4 separate regions of the Sus scrofa genome follow, and regions 1, 2 and 4 are each linked to region 3. The links are chromatin contacts, called in public HiChIP or PLAC-seq and promoter capture Hi-C maps. All regions are on one chromosome and are shown on one strand. Each heading gives the region's core, a stretch centred on a gene start, on an enhancer-like site or on the middle of the called end of the contact. The rest is flanking DNA. Distances are from core to core; before and after follow the strand shown.

Region 1 (2,700 bases), core at 55-2,554, 170 kb before region 3:
GCATTGATCTTGTTGGACACAAACACCTGTGGCTTCTCCACGAACCGGTGAATACGGCCTGTATCAGCCTCACACACCACCACACCATACTTAGAGGGCTCCTCCACTTTGGTCACCTGAGTGCAGGGGGACCTCAGACCTAGTCCAGGGCTCCTGAGTCTTGAGGTACATGGTGTCTTATATCTGGGATTGTGCCCCCAGATGCATAAAGGCACATACTGCATGGTTCTGCACCCAAAACATTGGGGCAATTCAAAGCTGGGAGGTGAGAGAGGCTGGGGTGGGGTGGGTTATCGGAGAAGAAAGACCTGTTTCCTTACCAGAATGGAGCCCTCTTGGCCATGGTGGCGGTGGAACTGCACCATGGCTTGGAAGGGAAAATCGCAGATCACATCACTGTTCAGAACAAAAAAAGGCTCCGCAGTCTCAGAGAGCAGGTCACGGGCCAGTGCCAGGGGTCCAGCTGGGGAAGAGCAAGAGGTCACCATCATCTTCCAGGTCTGAGCCTCTGGACCCAGGCTCAGCAAGCCCCATGCAGACAGAGTCTTGCCCCTCTCCTGGCCCTAAACCCTCCCCAAGGAACCTTCTTGTCTCTACTGACCTGTTCCCAAAGGCTCCTCTTCATGGGACATGGAGATTCGGATTCCTAGCTGGAAGGAAGAAGGCCCCGTTAGGTTTCTCCTACTAGGGTGGGAAGCTGAGCGGGGACCAAGGGAAAAAGCCAAGAATCCGTGCCTCACCCTTTGCTCCTGTGCTTTCATTTCCTTCTCCAACATCTGAGACATATAGCTCACGGCCAGAATCACGTGATCCACGCCTGCCTGTGGGAATGAACAGTGCCGGCCTTCAGGCGGGCTCAGCCGAAGGCACAGGGATCCCTGCCCTCCTGTCGCTGGCCGTCCCTCACCCTGCCAAATCCCACCAAGACCCCGTCCCTGGGCCTTACCGAGGCCAGCGCCTCCACTTGATGCAGCAAAATGGGCTTATTGCAGAAATCCACCAGCGGCTTCGGTATGCTTAGCGTCAGCGGCCGCAGGCGCGTCCCGTAGCCACCCACCAGGATCAGTGCCTTCATTGCGCCTGCTGGAGGCCAGAGTGAGTCCCGGGCTCCGAGGTGTCCGCGGCCCGCCCAGCCGACCCCTATGACACCCTCCCGCTCCCTTCACGCTCCAGACTGACCAACTCTTGTTCTGCCTTGTCCGCCCAGTCCGCGTCGACGCTAAGTCCAAGTCAGCGGCAAGCTAGTACGCGACGCCGAAGCGAGAGCAGCGAGCTGCCAACTCTGGCTGGCGTCCGCCAGTGTATGACGGGAGCCCGGGCGGGCCAATCAGCTGCGGCATACGTGGCACGGCCATCGGCGTCGGGTCGCCGCGACGCGGTATTCCGGCAGACTCAGCCAATGAGAGCGGAGCGCGCCTGGCTGCCATGGCGACCGGGACCGGATCCGCGGGTCGGCTTGCCATTGGCGGATCCAAAGGCGGAGCTCGCGCCGCAGGCGAGGCTTCCGTCCTCTCGGGCCCAGGTCAGCCGCACCCCAGCCGCTTCCGGCCCCGCCCTGCCGGAGGAACTGGGGCGGGGCCGAGGGCGCGAGGAGGCCGGGCTGGGCTAGGCCAGTCCACCCCGAGTTTCTGGGTTTGTTTTTTTTTCAAAGACACGGACACGCCTCAGTTTCTAGCGGCTTTATTTTGACATACACGACCTCAGACACAAGCGGGGCGGGCAGCGCTAGGTGTACGGAAAGGGGCAGGTTCGGCCCAAGGCTCGAGCACCCCCTCTCCCGCGCTCAAGGTCCCAAGAAAAAGCAACCGCGCCCGGACACGGCCGGAGCCAAGTGTAGTATCCGGGTGCAGGGCTCGGGCAGCGTGGACAGGCTTAGGCAGCTTCCAGCAAAGTGGAGCAGAGAGTGGTCCTCGAGGCCAGGCCTTACAGTTCCCGGAGAAGCAAAGGAACCAGGACCTTCCCAGGATTCTCCCAAATTTTTTCCACTAAAACATTAAATCTGCACAAAGACCAAATTGAACAGCTCTAAAGTTCAAAGCATTCTGCATCTAGGAGTGTGCACATGGCCAGCCGTGAGCAAGTGAGCAGCAGCTACATAACTAGCTCAGGCCTTTGGCCCCTTAGGAGAAACCCCACGCCCACTGCACAGGACCGGACATGAGAGGGGTGGGGTCCCCAGCATGTTGCTACACTGGTCCCCTTTCTTTTAAGCACCGCCCATCCCACCCCGCTAGGGGGCTGGTGTCGACTTGGCCCAGGGAAGCACTACACAGAGGGGTCGCTTGAGCGCCCCAACCAGTGATCCCGTCTTGCACTTTGGTCCCAAGTTGGGGCTGGGGAAACAGGGCCTGGCAGGGACAGGGCTCTCTGGCATGGAGCAGGGCAAAATAGTGGCAAACAGCATGTGCAGATGCGCATGCCCACCACTCAACAGATAACAAGGCTGGGTCTCCCAAGTGTTTAAAAGTGCTGAAAGAAGGAGGGACCCTGCCCTGCGGGAGAAGCAGCAGATCCCAGCCCTGCTCTTCTCAATGCCAGGAAAACGCTGACTATAAGTGGGTACAGCCTCTCGTGATGAAGAGCAGAATGGGGGCAGCATCTGCTCCCAAAATATAGGAACTCAGGAGGTACAGCACATCCCCAGGCTGGAGAGGTTCCAACAAGGGGGTCCCAGCTGGCCCCCAAACCTTTGTCTTGGCC
Region 2 (2,700 bases), core at 184-2,683, 160 kb after region 3:
ACTAGGTGAAGAGTAGTTGAGGCAGGTAGAAGTGGTCAGGTCCAAGATATATTTTAAAGGTACAGTCCACAGGATTTGCTGACCAATTGGGTGCAAGGAAAAAGGAGTCATGGATGACTCTAAGGTTTTTGTCCTGAGTAACTGGAAGCAGGGAATTGCCACTCACAGTCCAGGGAAGGCTGTGAAGGAGACAAGGTTGGTTTTGGCTGTTAACTTCGAGATGCTCTTAGAAAGAAGACCAAGCAGGAGTTCCCGGTGTGGTGCAGTGGTTAATGAATCCAACTAGGAACCATGAGGTTGCAGGTTCCATCCCTGGCCTTGCTCAGTGGGTTAAGAATCTAGTGTTGCAGTGAGCTGTGGTGTAGGTTGCAGATGCGGCTCAGATCCCACGTTGCTGTAGGCGGGTGGCCATAGCTCCTATTAGACCCCTAGCCTGGGAACTGCCATATGCTGCAGGAGCAGCCCTAGAAAAGGAAAAAGACAAAAAAAAAAAGAAAAAGAAAAAGAAAGAAAGAAAAAAGGAAGGCCAAGTAATAACTCTTAAAATAACCCTGGTATATAACTTCCCTGAGCCCTTGCCTTAGACTAATATTAATGGAATGATATTCTGGACTGCCTTCAAGAATAGTCTTCAGGAGTTCCCGTTGTGGTGCAGCGGAAAGGAATCTGATTAGGAACCATGAGATTTCCGGTCCCATCCCTGGCCTAGCTCAGTGGATTAAGGATCCCGAGTTGCCCTGAGCTGAGGCCTAAGTCGCAGAAGCAGCTCAGATCTGGTGTTGCTATTGTAGGCCGGTGGGTACAGCTCTGATTAGACCCCTAGCCTGGGAACCTCCATATGCTGCGGGTGTGGCCCTTTAAAAGACCAAAAAAAAAAAAAAAAAAAAAAAAAAAAAAAAAGTCGTCTTGAATTTCCCGCGGGACTCAGTGGTAATGAACCCAATAGCATCCATGAGGATGCAGGTTCAATCCCTGGCGTTGCTCAGTGGGTTAAGGTCAGCAGGTTAAGCATATGTTGTCGCCTTGAACTGTGATGTAGGTCGCAGACGGGGGCTCGGATCCCACATTGCTGTGGCTGTGGGGTAGACCAGCAGCTGTAGCTCCGACTGGACCCCTAGCCTGGAAATTTCTCTATGATGCAGGGTGGGGTCCTAAAAAAGAAAAAAAAATCTTAATTTCCATAAACCTCAATTTCCTCACTTGTAAATGGGTTTAATACTCACTTCCTAGGTCATTAAAATAAAAATATATTATTTGTAAAGGTTGTGGCCCAATAATCTAATCTACTTTTCAATGATGCAATAGGCAATCAACCTATGTTCCTTCTCTTAAAGCCAGATTAATCGTGATGGTTTACATCCTATCAGTGAAAGCAAACTGTACTCTCTAAGACCTTTGTAGCCAAGGCAAATAATTACTTTGCCTAATAAAGGTGAGAGTTCTGCAAAAGACAGATTGAGGACTTGGCGGTGGTTTTGAAGAAAGAGAAATACGCAGGAAATTGACACTGGGCGTAGTTAAGTGACAGGCTGCCCTAGCGACCACACTTCCCAGCAGCCCTCGCTCAGCCAAAAACCTTCTGGATTGGACTTCTCCTTAGGAGGCGGGGGAGGAGGGGAAGGGATAGGCGCGAGGTACTGTGGGTAGGAGACGGCCTTCGACGGAGGCGCCATTTTGTGAAGCGGTGGACCCTGCTGCAAATCTGGAGCATAAAACCGCTACTGCTGCTACTTCTGTCTTTCTTGGGGGTAAGTGCGGCATCCACCCGTAATGACTGGAAGTTTCTGCTCTTGGGGTAGACTCTGTAGAGCCTTCCTGTCAGCCGCGGGCGGCGGCCCATCAGCCCCAGCCAGATCTCCCGAAGGGCTACCAGAGGCTTTGGAGGGCCGCGCCCCTCCTCGCCACCAGCGTTGTCAACTTTCAGAGGGCGTTCTGCCGCCCAGTTCGAGGCCCGCTTCTTTCGGGCTTTGAGTGTACCCCTACCGGGACGTGTTTCTGACTCCCCAGCTGAACTGAATCGTCGTCTGTTTCGGGTACTTCTCAGGGGCGCCCTGGTAGTCTCCAGCCGCCATCGCCCCGCAGCTTCGGTGAAAGCTGTTAGGTGAAGGCTGATCTTCGGGCTGGGAATCTCTTGGGGGAAGGCGCGTGTGCAGGCAGGAAGAGAAAGCAGGACGCCTGAGTCGGTCTCGCAGGCCGTGGCGCCGCCATCTCAGCCGCGACACCCCACGGAGGTGGGTCCGGGCACTGCCCAGGCGATCAGGGGCTGCATCAGAGATTATACCCAATGCCTTGTTTCTCCCAGATGGTTCTTTTCCATTTATTAATTCAGCAGATGTTCTTTGAACAGGCGCCAGGGACGGCTGTAACTAGTTTCTCGGACCTTACACACATCGAACGCCGTCTAGCTGTGTGATGTTGTATCACTCCCTGTGCGCCGCGGGGCCAGGCTGGCAGCCTCTGGGGTGGTTATTGTTACCTAGGAATTAAGTCATGTCGAGGTTTGCTCTTGTCTGATTGAAACAGCTTTGGACCAGCCGTTGCGTTATAAATGGAGTAGATTTCAGTCAGCTCAGCATCGGGTTTCTGAAAGATTTTAAGTTTTTTATCAGTAATTTTTAAACTTCATTTTGCTCCTTTTATTAATAAAGATACTTTGATTAATGTTTTAACTACCCGGTTGGAGTTGCCTTGATCCAGAAC
Region 3 (2,868 bases), core at 202-2,701:
TCCCAGCCCGCGCCCTTAGAGCAAACTCAGTTGGAAAGCCTGGGCGGGGCTGGTGGGACCAGGGTGTGGGGGCGGAGCTGTGGGCGTGGCCCGCTGTAGGACTAGCCTAGCCCGACCGCTCAGCCGGTGCGACTCTTCCCGCAATCTGAAGCCTGAGTCCTGCATCTACTCCTGGGCGCCTTTTTCTCTATGGCCTCTGGATGGTTGTGCTGGAGTGACCTGGAAAGAGGTTAAGTAGGTCTGAGCCTTCCTGTTCTGCCTCCACTCCCCCCACCACGACCGACAAGGAGGAAGTGAAGGGGCGGGGTGGGGGGGCTGCCCCAGCACTTTGAGGACCACCTGGTCTATTTCTTCTCTTGGCTCCAGGATATTACAACATCCTCAGACCCTTGTTTCTGGGCAGGGCCTGGTGGACCCACCGTGTGGGAAACAGAGACCACCAATGTGTGGAGAACCAGAGGGGAAGTGTGGGGAGACCCCAGGAGTGGCACTACCCTCGCTTAGGCAGGAACTATTCCTCTGTGGGCCTGCCCTGGGCTGACAGCTACAGGACGCTGTCAGAGGACAGTGCATTGCACCCTGCCCACCCAGGGAGTAGAAGTTGTAATGTCCTGCTGGTTGGACATTAGAGTCAAAGGAGAAGCAGCTTATGTGGAGGCCCAACCCTAGCTCTGGTCCGTCCACCACTGCCTCAGTAGGTGGCAGCTGTAGGATGAGGACAACAAAATATGCAATGCTGGCCTTTGTTCCTGGCTCTGCTCCAGTGCCTCCCTGGTATGGTGGAAACATGGGCTTTGGCTCCCAGGGGACCTCTAACCTGCTCTGAAGCCAGGCTGGGACTCAGTCTCTCGGTCTCTGAGATGAGGATGTAGTTCTAACTGGGTGGTTGCCCAGAGTTCTCTCTCCAGGCTCTGAGAGGTATGAGGCAGGGGGAGGGAAGTCACCCTAGGTCTGCTCTTGACACCTCTTACCTGGACTTCAGCAGCTGCTCCCTGGTAACTGGCCCCCCCAACATTGGAGGGGGGCCTTAGGGGACATTCTCAGCCTTACAGCCCCCTCAGCCAGGTGGGCCTGGACCCTGGAGGGAGGGTAATCTTCACCAGGTTGCCCTAGGCTGAGGTCTGAAGGACCCGTGAACTGTGAGTCCCAGAGCTTTGGAGGGTAAGGCGGTCGTGGGGAGAGAAGCTCTCAGCCCAACAGAGCTCCTGACCCTACATGTATATCCTCTATTCACCACCCAATCCAGACTCCTTGTTCCTCCTTCAGGAGCAAGCTTTTACCTTCCTTCTCTTGCAACTTAGGTGGCATCTCCTCCAGGAAGCCTACCTGATCCAGGCAGTGCCAGGTGCAGTTTGTGGGTCTCACAGACCCTGTGCACAGTTTACTCTAGATACCTGACATCCCCTGCCTTCATTCCTTTTTTTCTTTATCTTTTTCTTTCTTTTTCTTTTTTTCTTTTTAGGGCTGCACCTGTGGCATATGGAAGTTCCCAGACTAGGAGTTAGATCGGAGCTGCAGCTGCTGGCCTACACCACAGCCACAGCAACGCCAGGTCCAAGCAGTGTCTGAGACCTACACCCACAGCTCACGGCAACACTGGATCCTTATCCCACTGAGCAGGGCCAGGGATCGAAACCACATCCTCATGGATACTAGTCGGGTTCATTACCATTGAGCCACAGTGGGAACTCCCCCCTTCCCCCATTTCTAATCCTGGACTCCCCTACCCCTTTAAGCTGGAGCTCAGTGAGCATTTGGTGACAGAGAGGAACAGCACTTGGGTGGCCACTCCCAGTGCTAAGAGGATACTGTGCCTGAGGCAACATAAAAGACACTCCCTCCTTTAACGAGAATTGGCCCGGAAATGAATAAACACACATCAGAAGTTATGGCACCATTCCTATGTTCCACAATCAACATGTCTAAAGATAGTCACGCTGGGCAAGACTAAAATGAAACATTCTCTGCCTAGGGATGAGACATGGGTTCCTGTGACCCCTATTCTGACTGAGGAAATTAGGAGAGACTTCTGGGATTTGGGAGGAAACCTCACAGGCTCTCTTTAATCACCTGTTCACCTGTTTTGGGGGTGAGGGTGTGGGGGTGCAGCAGCCAACAATTGGGTCTCTGCTGCCGCCGTGTGGCCCAAATGTTCACTGCCCCCAGGCTGGCATCTCCTCTCAGAAACCCTTGGTCTTTGACAGCAGAGGTCCACAGAGTGCCTTTTTCTCCCTGCTTATCCACTCAGCCTTCAGGAGGGGGGCAGGTAAGCCATGTGGGGGTAGTCAGCTGATGGGTCTTGCGTGCCGAGTACAAGCACTCTTCCAAGTTGAACTCACAAGATCTGACCAAGCTTAGAAACTGCCCGACTGCCCTTGCATTTGTCACCTTGAAGGAGTGCTAGCCACTCTGCCCTCTTTGGGCTCTCTCTCCCTCTGAACATTACCCCAGCCTCTTTCTCCAACCTGAAGGGATCATCTTAGGGGCAGCAGAGGGGTCTCTCAAACTACAACATGACACATCACTCTGCAGCTTTAAAATATGACTCCCGGAGTTCCCGTCGTGGCTGTTGTTAACGAATCCAATTAGGAACCATGAGGTTGTGGGTTCGATCCCTGGCCTCACTCTGTGGGTTAAGGATCGGCATTGCCATGAGCTGTGGTGTAGGTCGCAGACACGGCTTGGATCCCACATTGCTGTGGCTGCAGTGTAGGCCTGCGGCTACAGCTCCGATTAGACCCCTAGCCTGGGAACCTCCATATGCTGCAGGTGTGCCCCTAGGAAAGACAAAAAAAAAAAAAAAAAAAAAAAAAAGACTCCCCACTGCCAGACTTTTACCTGGAGTTTTAGAACTCTAGACCTTAAAGA
Region 4 (2,810 bases), core at 96-2,595, 220 kb after region 3:
GTGGTGGAAGTGATAGTTTTGGAAACCACAGTGATGGTGGCAAAGGCTGTGCTGGTAATGGTGGTGCAGTGGTGGTAACTCAAGAGTGATCTGGTGCAGAGGAGTGAGGTTGAGGAGGAGTGATTTTCACAGTGTTTTCAAATAAGGCATGGAGACAGGGACAAGGAGGAGATGCACAGGTGCTGTCACTGCAGCTAACGTAACAGCAGGCTGATGTTTCCTCACATCAAGTGGCCAGCCTTGGCTTGGGCCAGCACTCCAGGTCCAGGTCAGGAGACCCTCATCAGGATCCCTAACATCTCACCCCAACCTGCATTTACAGTCAACCAGTCAATGGGTCAGAGGGAGAGATGTTTCCACCGGTCTCGCTAGCCAGGAAGAGAAGGGGAAGGAGGAAGAGGAGAGGAGGAGGAAGGAGAGGAGAGAGAAGAGACAGAAAAATAGGGGGAGAGGAAGGAGGGGGAAGAGGAGGGAAGGGCAGAGGAGAGAGGAAAGAATAGGGAGGAGAGAGGGGACAAAGAGGGTCCTGCCCATTGGAACCTCAGCAAAGTGCAGGGGGCTGGTGAGGCCTTGGCCTTGGGGATTGGGTTGGGGTTGGGTGGAGGTCACAATGGGCAATGGGCGCATGGCTCAGTCGCAGGGCCCTCAGGTCCTCAGGAGGCCATTTGAAAAGCAAATGTCCCTTTTACAAGAGGAGGCCCAGCTTATCGGGCTTCTCTGGGGTGTGGAACTCAGAGGGATGGGTCTGGGGGGCTACAGGCTTGAAATAGGGCTGGCTGCTGGAGGGATGGCTGGGAGCCCTGGAGCTGCTGAACTGAGCTGTAAGGCTGACCTGGCCTGGGCCGGAGGCGGGAGGCATGTCCAGCGGTACCAGCAGTCCCAGGGGCTGTACCGCCACCTGCTGAGCGGCCGGGTGCAGTCCTGTGTCCTGGCTCACGCGGGGCCAGGCGCGGCGGGCAGCGGGTGGTAAGGAGGGACACCGCAGGGGGTGCGCAGGTGAGCGCAGGCTCGCTGCTCCCCGGCGCGCCTGCTCTTCCCGCCAGGGAGTTGAGGGCCCGGGTAAACACCAGGCGCGATGTGCGCGGTGTATCCACGGAGAAAGACAAAGCCAGGGCGGGGCGGGGGCGCCGCCCGCGAAGCCGGGGCGGGGGCGCGGAGGGCAGATTAGCCTCCCCGGGCGCGGGCTGCCCCACCGACGGGGAGCCCTGAGCCCAGTCCTCGGACAGGTGGAGCGGGGGCGGGACAGCGGCCAAGCGGGTCCCGCCCCGGGGGTGGGGCCGGGCGGGGCGGGCGGGGCGGGGCCGCGCTATGCAAATGTCGCCCACGGGCGGCCAATTGCTGGCGCTCCCCGCGCGGCTCCGAGCGTCCCGTCCCGCCGGCGGCCGCGAGACCAGAGCGAGCGAGCGAGCGAACCGCGGCGGTCCGGCAATCCCAGAGCGCAGCCCAGCGCGGCCGCCCGGCCCCAGTCCAGAGACCAGGCGAGCACAGCGCCCCGAAGCCAAGCGCGCGCCGTTGCCCGCGCCCCGCGCCGGGGAATGCGCCCTCGGCGCGCCGGCCAGGGGGCGCCCGCAGCCCACCCGGGGGGAGGCGGCCCCTAGCGCCCCTGAGCCTTCCCATGGCCCGGGATGGGGCCCGGGGCCTCGGCTGCTGACGCGCCCGAAGCCCGCAGAACCCGTTAAGCCGGGGCCGCTGCGGCGACCCCGGCCCAGGCACAGCGGCAAGAGGGCGCGGGCAGGGCCATGGCCCCGGGGGGCCGCTAGCGCGGACCGGCCCAACCGGGAGCCTCTCTGCTGCCGCCGCCGCCGCCGCTCAGGAGCCCAGGCCCCGCCGCTGTGGAAGAGGTGAGTGCGGCGGGAACCGGGAGGGAGCGGGCAGGCGGCCCGGCCATCCCGCGATCCCTCTGGACCCGCGGCACTGCAACTCTGCGGAAGTGTCTAGGTCGTGGGGCTCAGAGGGAGAGCCTGGGAGCTTCCCGCGGACGCAGGGTGACAAAACTGGAGTGGGCGCTGTCCGGGCTGCCGGGACCCTCCGCGTCGAGGCGACATGGGGATGTGTGATGGCCTTCGGGGTCGCCAGTGTGCAAAGCAACAACTTTCCCCCCCCCCAACGAAAGGTTCTGGGTGGATGGGTGCTTCCACACACCTCCACCCCCTTGTTCCGGGAGTGGGAGGCCTGATGCCCCTTCTGGCTGAGCTGTCCCAGAAACGCCTCAAGGCAGTGCTCTTACAGTAGGTACTCCTGCCCTGCCTCAATGTCCCGATCTGGGGATCCTCTGCTGGAAGCAAAGCGCTATTCTGGCAGCCTCCACGTGGAGGGTCTCCAAGATCAGCAGGGCAGGAGGACAGCCAGCCCTAAGGCTTTTCTCTCAGCTCTGTGACCAGTCCCCTGATCTCCCACTGCCAGTTTGGGTTTGCTCTTCTAGCAGGAAGTCTTGCTTGGATTAGGGGCCCTGCTCTATGTGGGGAGAAAGTGAGTTGGGAGAGCCTGCAGTCAAGCTCCCATCTGGACAGGTTGGGGCCCGTCGGAAAAGTGGGTAGGGGACACTAGGAGCTTGGTGGGCTTCCCTAGAGCAGGTGCGACCAGAGAATGTCAAGGTGGCCCAGGAATGAGGCAGGGCTCACAGAAAGGGTCAGCTGGAGCTAGGACTGGAGGCTTGGCTGGATAAATAACTTCCAATTCCTGAGATAACTGTATTGTGAACACCAGCCCATGATTATTTGAGGGAAGGGGATGAGCTGAAGGTACCGATATGTCCCCTCTGGTGGTTGAGGGTTCCTGTCCTCCTGAATCCATCCAGATTGTCTCCCGAA

The links. Promoter capture Hi-C pulls out the DNA fragments that hold promoters and counts their contacts. HiChIP or PLAC-seq counts read pairs in DNA pulled down with a chosen protein or histone mark.
Region 1: an H3K27ac HiChIP or PLAC-seq map of alveolar macrophages shows a contact between it and region 3. The contact joins the promoter of GMPPB here to the promoter of MST1R in region 3. A contact is called at or near these places in 2 of 5 promoter capture datasets (fetal liver and liver), 4 of 47 Hi-C or Micro-C datasets (epiblast stem cells, liver, skeletal muscle and 1 more) and 2 of 2 datasets of contacts at active chromatin or transcription factors (alveolar macrophages and skeletal muscle).
Region 2: a contact with region 3 is called in an H3K27ac HiChIP or PLAC-seq map of alveolar macrophages. The contact joins the promoter of RBM5 here to the promoter of MST1R in region 3. A contact is called at or near these places in 2 of 5 promoter capture datasets (fetal liver and fetal skeletal muscle) and 2 of 2 datasets of contacts at active chromatin or transcription factors (alveolar macrophages and skeletal muscle).
Region 4: a promoter capture Hi-C map of fetal skeletal muscle shows a contact between it and region 3, with 6 times the contacts expected there. The contact joins the promoter of SEMA3F here to the promoter of MST1R in region 3. A contact is called at or near these places in 1 of 5 promoter capture datasets (fetal skeletal muscle) and 1 of 47 Hi-C or Micro-C datasets (skeletal muscle).

The regions. Positions count from the first base shown.
Region 1 is chr13:32,251,851-32,254,550 of Sscrofa11.1, forward strand. GMPPB (GDP-mannose pyrophosphorylase B) reads right to left here and starts at 1,305. Exons shown (of 10, transcript NM_001244541.1): 1 at 1,180-1,305; 2 at 947-1,083; 3 at 741-821; 4 at 602-650; 5 at 321-463; 6 at 1-116. The coding sequence starts at 1,075. It overlaps IP6K1 (inositol hexakisphosphate kinase 1), which reads right to left. Exons shown (of 5, transcript XM_021068778.1): 5 at 1,665-2,700.
Region 2 is chr13:32,578,347-32,581,046 of Sscrofa11.1, forward strand. RBM5 (RNA-binding protein 5) reads left to right here and starts at 1,434. Exons shown (of 25, transcript XM_005669588.3): 1 at 1,434-1,748.
Region 3 is chr13:32,422,163-32,425,030 of Sscrofa11.1, forward strand. MST1R (macrophage-stimulating protein receptor) reads right to left here and starts at 1,452. Exons shown (of 19, transcript XR_002337520.1): 1 at 1-1,452.
Region 4 is chr13:32,640,031-32,642,840 of Sscrofa11.1, forward strand. It overlaps SEMA3F (semaphorin-3F), which reads left to right and starts at 1,346. Exons shown (of 19, transcript XM_013981731.2): 1 at 1,346-1,841.